Regions from separate parts of the Mus musculus genome. Here region 2 is linked to region 1. A link is a contact called in public Hi-C data. All regions are on one chromosome and are shown on one strand. Each heading gives the region's core, a stretch centred on a gene start, on an enhancer-like site or on the middle of the called end of the contact. The rest is flanking DNA. Distances are from core to core; before and after follow the strand shown. Region 1 has its middle 98 kb from the start of Gprin3. Region 2 has its middle 63 kb from the start of Gprin3.

Region 1 (5,869 bases), core at 1,173-3,672:
AGTAAACAGAAATGCAACTCATTTAACAACATATATTTGGAGAAGAAACAAAATAAAGCAAACTGACAGTAACTTTAGTACAAAGTAGTTAAACCAATTTAAACATCCCTGTCTAGCTTAAGAATGAATGAGACTCAGACTGTGTTTATTTTATTTGGTTTTGGCAATTACGCCTAAACCACTTTTCTAACTGCTGGCCTGGCTACTTCACCAAATACCAAATACTTGCTGTTTTTCCTGTCCATGAGCTCATGGTCCATCTCCTCTCATGGCATCTTCCTCCTTCCTCATCTTCCCTGTCCTCAAATCCCAAACTGTGTCACTCAGAACCAGCCTACCTCTATTCCTCCAGTAATTGGCTACATTGACTGCACCATTTTTATTTAACTAATAGTTTTAAACTAAGGAACAAGGTTTGTACAACAAAAGCTGGTAAATGAGAGAGAATTCATACATAGGCAACTAGACCTTAGGGTACAGGATTTAGCATTACAATACATAGCAAGAGACAAAACCTCAACTGTACAAGGTTAAAATAGCAAATATTTGGGATACAGTGTTCTCATAAAAAGATTATTCAACAAAAAGGCAGCTCTTATCCTTGCCCATCTTAGGTAGTTATGCTGTATGGTTTTTATTGGTATACCATGATTAACATGCTCCTGGTACCCCACATTTGAAATTTTACTGAGAAATGGAGCAGTAGGGCAGCATTTGCTTATTATGATACATTTAAGTTTAAAAAAAATAAAAGTTAAGTTAATAGAAGTCAGGACAATTGTGGTTTCCAGAGGCTGAGTAGAGTAACAGGACCAAGGGTAGGGAATATGGGGAATTACTGATTTTTTCAAAAGACTTTAAAACATATGTATATGGGTATTTTGCCTGCATGTATGTCTGTGTTCCACATGCATGCAATGCTGGAGGAGGCCAAAAGATGGTATCATATCCCCTCAACCTGGAGTTATAGTTGGTTACTATATAAATTGATGACACAACCATGGTACAGTTAAAGGGAAAGGTTTTTTTTTTTTTTTAGAGAGAGAGAGAGAGAGAGAGAGAGAGAGAGAGAGAGAGAGAGAGAGAGTAGCCAAGGCATCTGGAAGAGTCCAGAACACAGAGAGAAAGTTGACTGAACAGGGCCAAGATTATCTACAAGAAAAGGGAGGATAACAAGGACAGAGAATAGAGAACGCATAGTGAAAGAGGCAGGAGCTGATTAGATAGAAAGATGGGAACCACAGCAAGAATGGCCAAGTTATAAGGAAAAGGAGCATTTAGAGGGAAGAAGCCTGTGAGTTGGGGTAAGTTTAGGGCAGGGGAAGATGTGAGAAGGGTTAAGATGGACTTTCAAGTATGTTTCAGTTGCTTATGGTATGGAGGGAGCCTGGAGACCAGCCTGTGCTCTGACATGCTGATGGGCACTATGGGTAGCCACATCTCCCTTCTACCAGAAGGGAAATAACACCTTTGGTAGAGAGGAACCAGTTTTACTAGGTCCTGAGGCATGCTGGCTCTTATATAGTAATCAGAAACCCTATAGTCCAAGTTGAACTCAATGGGTGCCTTTTAGAGTTTTGGGAATTGGAGTTTTCAAACAATTTTGAGCCACCATGTGGATACTGGCATTTAAACCTAGGTCCTCTGAAAGAGCAGCCAGTGCTCTCAACAGCTGAGCCACCTCTCCAACCTCTAAGTGTTGATTATTGGCGAACAGATAAAATGTTGTCACTAAATAGGAACAGAAGTTCTGACTCAGCATTGCTCCTACGTTGTACGTAGAAAACAGTACTGTGCTGTACATTTCAAATGGCCAGAAGAAAGGACTTTGAAGACTTTCAGTATATAGACATGATTGATGGATATAGAGATGACAGGTATGCTTAACTTAACTCAAATAATGTGCACCTTGAGTATATCAAAACAACAATTACTGCATTAATACACACAAGCTTCTGCTTTATGTACCAGTTTGAAAACTGTTTTTAGTTTTCTCTCTTCAGACATCTCTTTTTCTCTTGCCAGTTACTTAGATGACCAAAACATCCCTTAAATACTCATGTGACTCATATTGAATTCTAACAGATATTCTAAAGAGATTGATACTCACACAACAAGGAAAAGAAAATAGCCTACATACATAAACCCTTGTTTCTATGCTCTGAGTGAAGGAAAATCTCACTGTTTCTTCAGAGGTAATCTCTTAAATTTGAGGCCTCATTAAACATTTTCCAATTCTCCATAGTTTAGGAAAGATCCTCTTTGCATAAAAGGGAGAACTGCCTTACCATGGGCTCTAGAACTGCATCAGCCTGATCTGGCTGGACACACAGATTGACTGGCAATTGCCTTCTGCTACAAAGCTCCAGGTGTCCTGCTCCCAAGCCAGCTCCCATCTGCTCTCCAGTCTGCCGGCTAGCCTATGACACTCACTAGGTCATTGCTGTAGCTCCCATCAGCTCAGGCTGCACCTGTCTCCAGTCTGTACTGTGACTACATAGACAGGAAATAAGCCTTGGATCTTTGTCTTTCCACAGAGATATCCTGACAAAAGACATCTGAGATTCTCTCATCCCCAGTGTCCCCCACCTCCAGAAACATACCACAATATGTTCATCAGATGGATATATGTGCTGCCAGCTCAGCAAACTGCTGAAGTCTACCCATTGCCTCATGTATATTAGTATTGGCAGCTATAAGATACTAATAGGCAAAATGTTTAGAAGGAATGAAGATTAATGGAAAAGCAATCACATAAACAGACCTGAGCGTCTGGAGAGGTAGTTGAAGAGTAAAGAGAGTGTGCACTGCTCTTGTTAAAGACCTCAGTTCCATGTCAGAAACATCAACATGCCTCTTACCCTAGCTACACGGATCTGACATCTATGGCTTCTATAGGCATCTGTACTCACATGCAGCCCCTACACACACATAATATACACACATACACATTTAAAAAGAAAAGGCAGTCATAAAGAAAGAATTACAAATTCAAATGTTAGTTTTATTATGTTGCATCCTTTAATCTACATCTGAATGAAAGAAATGAACTGACCCTTAGAGATGGTAAAATGTTTTGAGCTATGACCCACAGGGGTCCTACACATAAATGACAATGCAAATATAACTAAAGTAGCATGTTCCTAGTAAATGTAATTATAGTAGTTTAATGATTATAAATATATAACTATTAACTTTATCCTAAAATAATATACTTGGGAAATTAGTTATATAATCCAAAAATCTTACATTCTTTCTCCTTTGTGAATATGAATTACTATACATCTTCACTACAACCAAAGTATGCTTGATTGGTCACCTGTTTTTTCTTAATCCTTATTTACATGTAGTAATTTTTTTGTGCTGAGGGTGATTTGAACTGTGGAAGCTTGGCTCAAGAGATTTCAGAGGAGAATTCAGTTGTCCCGTCCAGCAGGACTTAGTTATTCCATGGGTTGAGGATGACTGAGGCCTGCAAGAAAAACTGGTGGAGAAAGGGGAGCAAGACCAAGCAAAAGTTGTCAAGGTCTGTTTAATGAAGGCTAGGAGCCTGATTATAAGCACACAGTGTGAGAAAATAGGGAAGGGTCGAGGGGGCATAATAAAATACAGAGGAAGGGATGGACATCTGGGGCAAATGCTGATTACAGGCTTCTCGTAGCTTATCTTGGAATACCGGGGACCAGGCTGTTTGTGCACAGCCCTCTGTGCCACAGTTTTGAAGGCATGAAGGGGTCATAGAAAACAGCCGAAAGTCTTGATACTATGAAGGCCAGGAAAGGACACTGGTGAAGGTATAGCCTCTGTTGCAGTTGGCAGCCCAGAACTGAAGGGTTCCTGAAAAGAAGTTGAGGCTTGGCATCATGGAAAGTGTCTATAAGAGGCTTTTGGTGAAGCCTTGTAGCATCAGAAGGCCTCATTCCATTGGAGATTCCAGTACCATAGGATGACCCATCAAAACCAGCAGCAACAGTTCAGTGCAGTAAACCAGGGTGCTACCGATGGCAGAGCTAGAGAAGTGACCCAAGCCCTTTAGAGGAGTTCATAAGATCATGTGTGAACAACCCTAGACACTGGAACAAGAAGCTGTGAATCTGAAGTCCCCAAGATGTTAGAAATGTCAGAGCTGTGGAATACCTCCCAGGGAAAGCTGCTAACAGGGAGTAGAAGCAGCCCAAGAGAACAAAGTTTGTTGCTGCTGAATTCCAGATCTGCCAACAGCAGTCAACAAGGATAAAAGGAGTTGAGGATCTGAAGAGCACTTTGACATCAGACAAGGAGATGAAGAGTTTGGAGTTTAACCAGCTGGTTTTCCTTCTTTCCTTCTTTGGTCCAGTATTCCCTTATCATGATGGTTTAGAAAGGTAATGTATATCCTGTGATGTGGGAGGTATGTGATCTGCTTTTTGATTTTGATTTTATAGGGATTACAGTTAAGTGATTAGATGAACCTAGAAGAGACTTTGAACTTTGAACTTTTAACATTGGTGAGACTGCTGTAAACTATTGGGACTTCTTGAAGTTGGATTAAATGTATTTCTAATTATGCTATGGCAAGGTAAGGCCCCCATAGACTCATGTTTGAACAAGCCTATAGGGACCAGGGAGTGGTTTGAATATGCTTGACCCAGAAAGTGGCACTATTAGGAGGTGTGGCCTTGGAGGAAGTATGGGGTTAGAAAAAGAGAGCTTCCTTATAGCTGCCTGAGGATGCCAGTCTTCTACTGTTAGCCTTCAGAACAAGATATAAAATTCTCAGCATTTCCAGCACCATGACTGCCTGAATACTACCATGCTCCTTGCCTTGATAATAATGGACTGAACCTCTGAACCTATAAGCTAGCCCCAATTAAATGTTGTCCTTTATAAGACATTGGTCACAGTGTCTCTTCACAGCAATGGAAACCCTAAGACAGATCCTTACACAAGATCCAGGAACAGCTAAGCCTATAGGTATGTTCCAGATGAGCTAAGCTGTGTTAAGCAGGGAAGATGGAAAACCTGTCTATGTTAGCTCAAACAAACCCATGGGACCTGGCCAAACAAGCAGATGACTAGTCCATGGGCTCTCAACCCTTACTTGATATGTTCCTCCAGCACCAACCTATGCCTCCTCATTCTCTAGAAAGAGAATGAAGGCAATTATTTTTTCCAGGTTGCCTTCGACATACATTAATTCATGATGTATCTCATCTCCTGGCAAATGATTGTTCTCAACTGTATCCACAGAGATAAAAATGGTAAAATAAAGCCATAGTAGTGATCAAGTCTGAACACTGAGATTGGCTATTTTCCAATCTCCTTCCTAGACTTGCTTTTTTTTTTCAAAATTAAATATAATTACACTATCTGCCCCTGTCTACCCTTTCCTCCCTTCAAGCCTACCCAAGTACATTAACAAGTTTCCTATTTTTCTTTGTCAGCGTTTCCTCTAGGCTCACATATAGGAAAGTTCTCTCCTTTTTCTCTCTCCATCCTCTCCCTATATATCCTCCCTCTCTTCCTCACCCCCTCCCCAACATGTTCCTGGCCAGCCTCTTCCCCTCTTTCTCTCTCATTCTCTTTCTGTCCTCTGTTCCTCTTTTTCTGCTTCTTCCCCTTTCTCTAGGTCCCAACAAAGTCTCTTTTATACTAAGCCAGTCCTACAGCTGATTTCTTTGAGGGAACGCTTTGGTGTGGGCCCACCCAGGCACTCCCTTCCACCACATCACACAGCAATGGTGCCTAAAGACTCAGATGTTTACAACTATGCTTTTGTGCTCACAATTCTCCTACCACTCCACCCACCGACAATTGGGTAAGTTTTTTGGTCTTTGTAGCATCTCCCAGAGTCTAAGGAATTGACCTTTCAATGTCCAGTGCACCTCTG
Region 2 (5,943 bases), core at 1,735-4,234, 160 kb before region 1:
GTATATATATATATGTATATATGTGAATACGTGTATATATGTATACATGTGAATATGTATATGTGTGTAAATACATATATGTTTATATATATTTGTTGTGTATAAATATGTGTATGGATATATGTGCATATGTGTGTAAATATGTATATGTGTATGTTTGCATATGTACATATATGTACATATGTATGCACATGTGTATAAACAACAACAATTAAAAGAAAATTGGCCAGGAATTTGAATGGGTTGCAAGGGGAACATGGAAGGAATTGTTTATATGGAGGAGAAAATACAGTGATATAATTATATTTCAATTACTAGTGATCTATTATTTTACTTTTATTTTTGAGATCATAACATAATTACATCATTTCTCCCCTAAAATCAGCACTAGTCATAGAACACAAAATGTTAAATATAGGTTCTGAATAAAAATGCTAACAATCCACTTAATAGAGAAATATAGACATGAAGAGGCAATCTACAAATATCAAGTGTCACTACAAATTACATATGAGCAAGCAGAAGTGTAATGTCAATAAATACTAAAATTCTTTGTTGAGTTGAGAAGAAGTCTGAATAGGTACATTGAAAAGGTTTGTTAATGTTCTCAGAAATTTATTTTAAACTACATGTATTGTGAAAATATTAATTTTAAGAACAAATAAAATAATTAATTGGCCATACAGAAGTATATATCCATAATTTCAGCTATTGGAAGGCTATAGAAGACATAAAGTTTCAGCCCAATTTTGACCTACAGAGCATGTACAAAGCAAACTAAGAATACATAGAAATATCCTTTTAAAATAATTAAATAAAATAAATAAATAAATCAAATAAGGAAGAACAAAAAAAAAATAAAAATAGGTTGTTTTTGTTTTTTTTTTAAAGTAAACCACACAGTAATCATTCAGGCATCTCAAATGAAAATATCAAAATTAAAAAAAAAATGTATTGAAATGTACAAGAGTGACTCAAGTATCAATGACTTGCATACAACATGAGCACTGAGATAATGAAGAAGTCTGCTGCCACACTTGCCTTTCTGGGCTGCATGCTTGCTGGTGATACATAATTCTATAAAATGTCATAATTTACCATGCCATTGTCAGCCAGAAAGGAGTGTATCCTGTCCTCCTGTCCACTCTATTCCCTGTGCTCACTTTAAGTTTTTTTTTTTATAATTTCTGCACATTATAACCAGTCACACGCCTGTGTCCTTCCCTGAATCTACAGTTAAAAAAAAAAAAAAAGCCCTGTTTCTGCCAAGACTGTTAGCCTCTCTTGGCATTCAAAACATACCAAATTAAAACACTAGCAGAAAAAGAAAGGTCAGAAAGTATTTAGAAGACATAAAATGAATAAATCCATAGGAATACATTACATAACACCTCAATTTAAGAAACAAAACGAAATAACAGGAAACAGTAAATGCGTACAGTACCCAATTAGCCTATTAATTATAATCTTTCTTGCTAGTTAAAGGGGAGAAAGGGAGCTGAGCATCAGTACCCATTGCTCTCCGCTTCCTAGCTGTAGACACAATGCTGCCTCATGGCCCAGCTGATGCAGCTGGAACTGCTCCTGCCACCAGGCCTTCCCTGCCTTGGTTGGCTGTATTTGTAAAAACAGCGTTGAAAAAGAAAAATTTGATTTTAAAGATAATGACCCCATGGGCTCATATGTTTGACTTGGACACCAGTTGGTGGAACTGTCTGGGAAGGATTAGGAGGTGTGGCATTGTTGAAAATGTATCACTGGGCACAGACGTTGAATTTTCAGAAGTCTCCTTTCATTTTCAATTAGTTCTCTGACTCCTGTGTGAGTATCAAGACATCCTCTCTCAGCTGCTGCTTCAGCATAAAATTACCACGCCTTTATTGTGCCTTCATGCATTCTAGCCCTATCGAACCATAAGCCCAGTTAAACTATGTTTTAGGTTGACTCAGTCATGGTGCTTCAGGGAATGGGTTATTTCTATGACAGACCATACTACATGCCCTTTGAAGAGACAACAAGCACCAAGAAGTTTAATTTTAAAACAAAGGCATGAGCTGAAATAGATAAGGAGATTAATGAGAGGTCTGATCCAAAATGGAATGAGCAACTAATATATATTCCTAAATTTGCTTTTTCTCAGAACAATAAGATAGTAACTGACACAGAAAGCTGGTATTCAAGATCAGAGTGTTTGCTAGGATAAGCCTGACTGGATCACTCTTAGGCCTTTGCAGAAGGAGAATAGGACAATTTAGAGGTGCAGGTAAAAAAGTCAGGAAGTAGTAAGTGGAACTGAACAGGACATTGAGGAGGAGATTGGAAAACAAGAAGACTATCTAAGTAGTGGAGATCTGACTCAGGTCTAAGAAGAGAACAAGAACTCTATTAATAACTGGTGTAGTGCCACTTATGATACATTCTAGAAAACAAACAAGCTGTATTCTACCCTTTTCTGAGAACTTCTATGAGACTGAACTCAAAAGTTGTGGGCCATTATTTGGCAAAGGAAATTTCAGGGATGGACAATATCCAGGCAAGGTTGACTGCTCACTGTCCTCAAAAGTTGGTCTACCGTTAGAGTAGGGAACTATTAAAAATGTGCAGTTTGGTGAAGAATTTAAATACAGAATTTGAGAGATTTAATGCAGAACTTTTGAGAATTTAAAACGTAGATAAAATGGGAATGTCCCTATAACTGGCATCATAAAAATGTTTCATGCTCTTAGTTTGGACAGTAGCCAAGCTGTCTTGAGAGCAAGACCAGGAAAACTCTCAATTTGTGAACAAATTCATTTGACAGGAGAGACTGAATAAAGAATGTCACTGATGGATTTGCTCCAAAGTGGAAAGGCTTGTGATTCTGAATGCATGCAGAACACTCTGACCCAGACTGCTGCCTGCCTGTTCCTCATAAGCAATAGCCTTTAGTATTCTGAAAATGTGAATGCATAATCAACATAGTGGATGCCACCTCCCAGCACCAGACAACTGAACTCAGCTGTTTGGCTGCACATTCAACCTTACATGGGCTTGTGGTATAATGTGTGCTCTCTCCTCATCTCAAGACTTGCAAGCTGCTCTTCCATCTGTATATTTCTCCCAAATCAGTGTCTGTTTCACATGATCAACACAGCCAGCTTCGATCTGTGCCCAGCTCTACCATCGTTGCTTGATTCAGTCACTCCTTTTTTTGTGTGTGTGTTAACATTTTTCTTGCTATTTAGATTTTCTATGCTTCCATTTCCTTCTTAAATGTTTTTTTTTCAATTTCACATAAATACATTTCCCCAACCTATTGAGGCTTTTTTCCCCATCTCATATTAAGCCATTCAACTACAGTGTACTTATTCATTCATTAAAGATAGCAGTGTTTAAAAGTAATGATAAAAAAAAAACACATCAATCCTCTGCATCCATATGACCACAGGAATTATATCTTTGTGAGAAGACAGATGAACACAGGAAAATTTCAGTTATACACATTATACAAACAAAACATACGGAGGACTTGTTCATAAATCTATATCAACAAGGTTAAGAAATTTACCCTGAGACTGTGTCCTGGGAGCTTAGTGGGGAGAAACAACAATGCCCTAGAAAGACAGAGCAGCAAGGAATGAAGAGCCAGCACAGAGATAGAAAGGGGGAGGGGCAGGCAGTGCTTGCTGTGGCTGAATCAAGGAGAAAGGAAAAAGCAGATGAGAGTGAACAAAGGCCAGACCAGACCAAGATGAAATCTGCAGACAGGAATTGTAGCCTTTCTTCTGACTACAGTGAGGAGTCAAAGTTTATAAGGAGGCTTCAGAGGCTACTGCACAAGATGGTAGATTGAACAATGGTAACATGGGTGGGCTTCTTGAGGTATCTTCAGATTTTTCCCTTTGGTGTGGTCATTTTCCCTTGACACCCTGACTCTGCTCATTCCATACTAAAGAGATACTCTTTCCTAGTAACAGAGTGGTATGCTATAGTACAGGATGCTCAGTCTAGAAGACAAGGTAGGAAAGGGTAGGTTTGAGGAGTTTATATCTATGTATTTGAGGGAAAAATTATTATATTTCCTTAATATGTGATTTTTGAAGCCCTGCCATTATTTTATATATTATAGAAATGTCCCTAACTGAGCTATGACATCAGGCTTCCATAAAATATAAAATAACTATCACATTCATTGAAAGAATACATTTAGCATCATTTAGACCTTACAATTCAGTTTTCAGTTTTGTGTATATGCAATAAAATTTAATTTTAAGACTGAAATATAACATAATCTTAATAAATGAACTCAAATCATAAAAAAAAGTTTGTGTGTTATCAAAATTGGACTGAAAGTCAATTGAAATAGACTTAAAATATATAAAGCTTTCCCCATGTTTATGAATCCAAACCAGTCACAACCTATTTTAACTGCTCTCTGGACAACAATAGTGGAAGAAATCACCATTTAAAAGATACATCTGACTTTAGTGCTGTTTAAATATAACTAAAATTTATCTCTTATAACCGATGGCAGACACAGTGGCAGTGAGACATTGTATTCATAAACAGAGCTCCAAATAGGAGTAGGATTGTCTCTCATGATACTCTCTCCCTCCATATACAATTTGTCTTCCTAACATCCAAAACCTTTAGTTTAACACTAATGAAACCTACTTGTCTATTATGTACAAACATGATATTCCATACCTAGAACACAAGTCTTCATATATATCTATTATAGAAACACATTATACATGGCATACATCATACAGCACAAGCACAGGGCATCACACACAGATAAAAAACACATCATACATCACACACACTGTACAACATATGTACAATATATATCCTATACACATATTATACATCATTATTTTGCACTATATATCAGACACACAGTATGCATCATATAAACACTAGATATTACACATATACTAAACACCATACACACTCTAGACATTACACATGTTCATTGTACATTTTTGGTCTGAAAGCTCTGAAAACATGAGCCAAATTTAGTACTTCATTAAATTGTTTGTCTTCCATATTTTTTAAAGCAACAAAAAGCAAGCACAGTGTGAGCTGAATATGAAATTGTGTCTCGAAACAATATGATCAGATTCGAATCCCTGGTGTCATTGAATGTAGCCCTCTAAGTATGGTCTTCATAAATATCATCAAATCAAGGTAAGGTCACATTGGATTAGTAGAGTCCCTTAAAAAAATAGTTTCAAGACTGGAGAGATGGCTCAGTAGTTAAGAGCACTGACTGCTCCTGTTTTCAATTTCCAGCAACCACATAGTGCTTCTCAGCCATCTATAATGAGTTCCAATGCCCTCTGCTGGTGTGCTGAAAAGAGCAACAATGTACTCACATACATAAAATAAATAAATAAATCTTTAAAAAAAATTATTTGCAAAGAGAAAAAAATAGAGCCAGTGTCAGGGGAAATGACATGTGACTTCAGAGGAAGAGATGGAAATGGATCTATAAATAAGGATTATTTGATCTATAAATGAGTTTTATATTTAATCATTTGTTAGTTCTGTGTCTTAGTAAGTGAGGAGTCTTGTTTATTTCTGATCAAGTTCAGATGGTTCCTATGATTCCTGAAATGCCAGTGATCAGAATCACCCTAGCACTGGGCTTTAAAATCTCCCTCTCCCTCTCCATCCCCCACTCTATCTCCTTCTCCCACCTCTATTTCTCTCTTCTCTCTCATCCTTCTCTCTCTCCCTCCCTCTCTCTCTGTCTCTGTCTGTCTCTGTCTCTCTGTCTCTGTCTCTCTGTCTCTGTCTCTCTGTCTCTCTCTCTGTCTCTGTCTCTCTCTCTCTCTCTCTCTCTCTCTCTCTCACACACACACACATTTGTACATGCATACACACACATACACTCTCATACACTTGCACATGCATACACATAGGCACGAAATGTACAAAATGCTCCATATTCAGCAGCGA

The links. A called contact is a pair of places that touch in the nucleus more often than the background predicts.
Region 2: a contact with region 1 is called in a Hi-C map of cerebellum, with 2.9 times the contacts expected there. The contact joins two enhancer-like sites. A contact is called at or near these places in 7 of 484 Hi-C or Micro-C datasets (the 3T3-L1 cell line, Th1 cells, cerebellar granule neurons and 2 more) and 3 of 115 datasets of contacts at active chromatin or transcription factors (the 230-238 cell line, CD8 T cells and embryonic stem cells).

The regions. Positions count from the first base shown.
Region 1 is chr6:59,325,039-59,330,907 of GRCm38.p6, reverse strand. No RefSeq gene overlaps it. Among named protein-coding and RNA genes, the nearest start is that of Gprin3, 98 kb to the left of the region's middle. Within about 2 kb of position 2,422, at least 5 of the 459 cell types and tissues checked have an H3K27ac peak or open chromatin away from gene starts, as enhancers often do. A contact at or near this core is called in cerebellum, where this site is marked.
Region 2 is chr6:59,486,287-59,492,229 of GRCm38.p6, reverse strand. No RefSeq gene overlaps it. Among named protein-coding and RNA genes, the nearest start is that of Gprin3, 63 kb to the right of the region's middle. Within about 2 kb of position 2,984, at least 15 of the 459 cell types and tissues checked have an H3K27ac peak or open chromatin away from gene starts, as enhancers often do. A contact at or near this core is called in cerebellum, where this site is marked.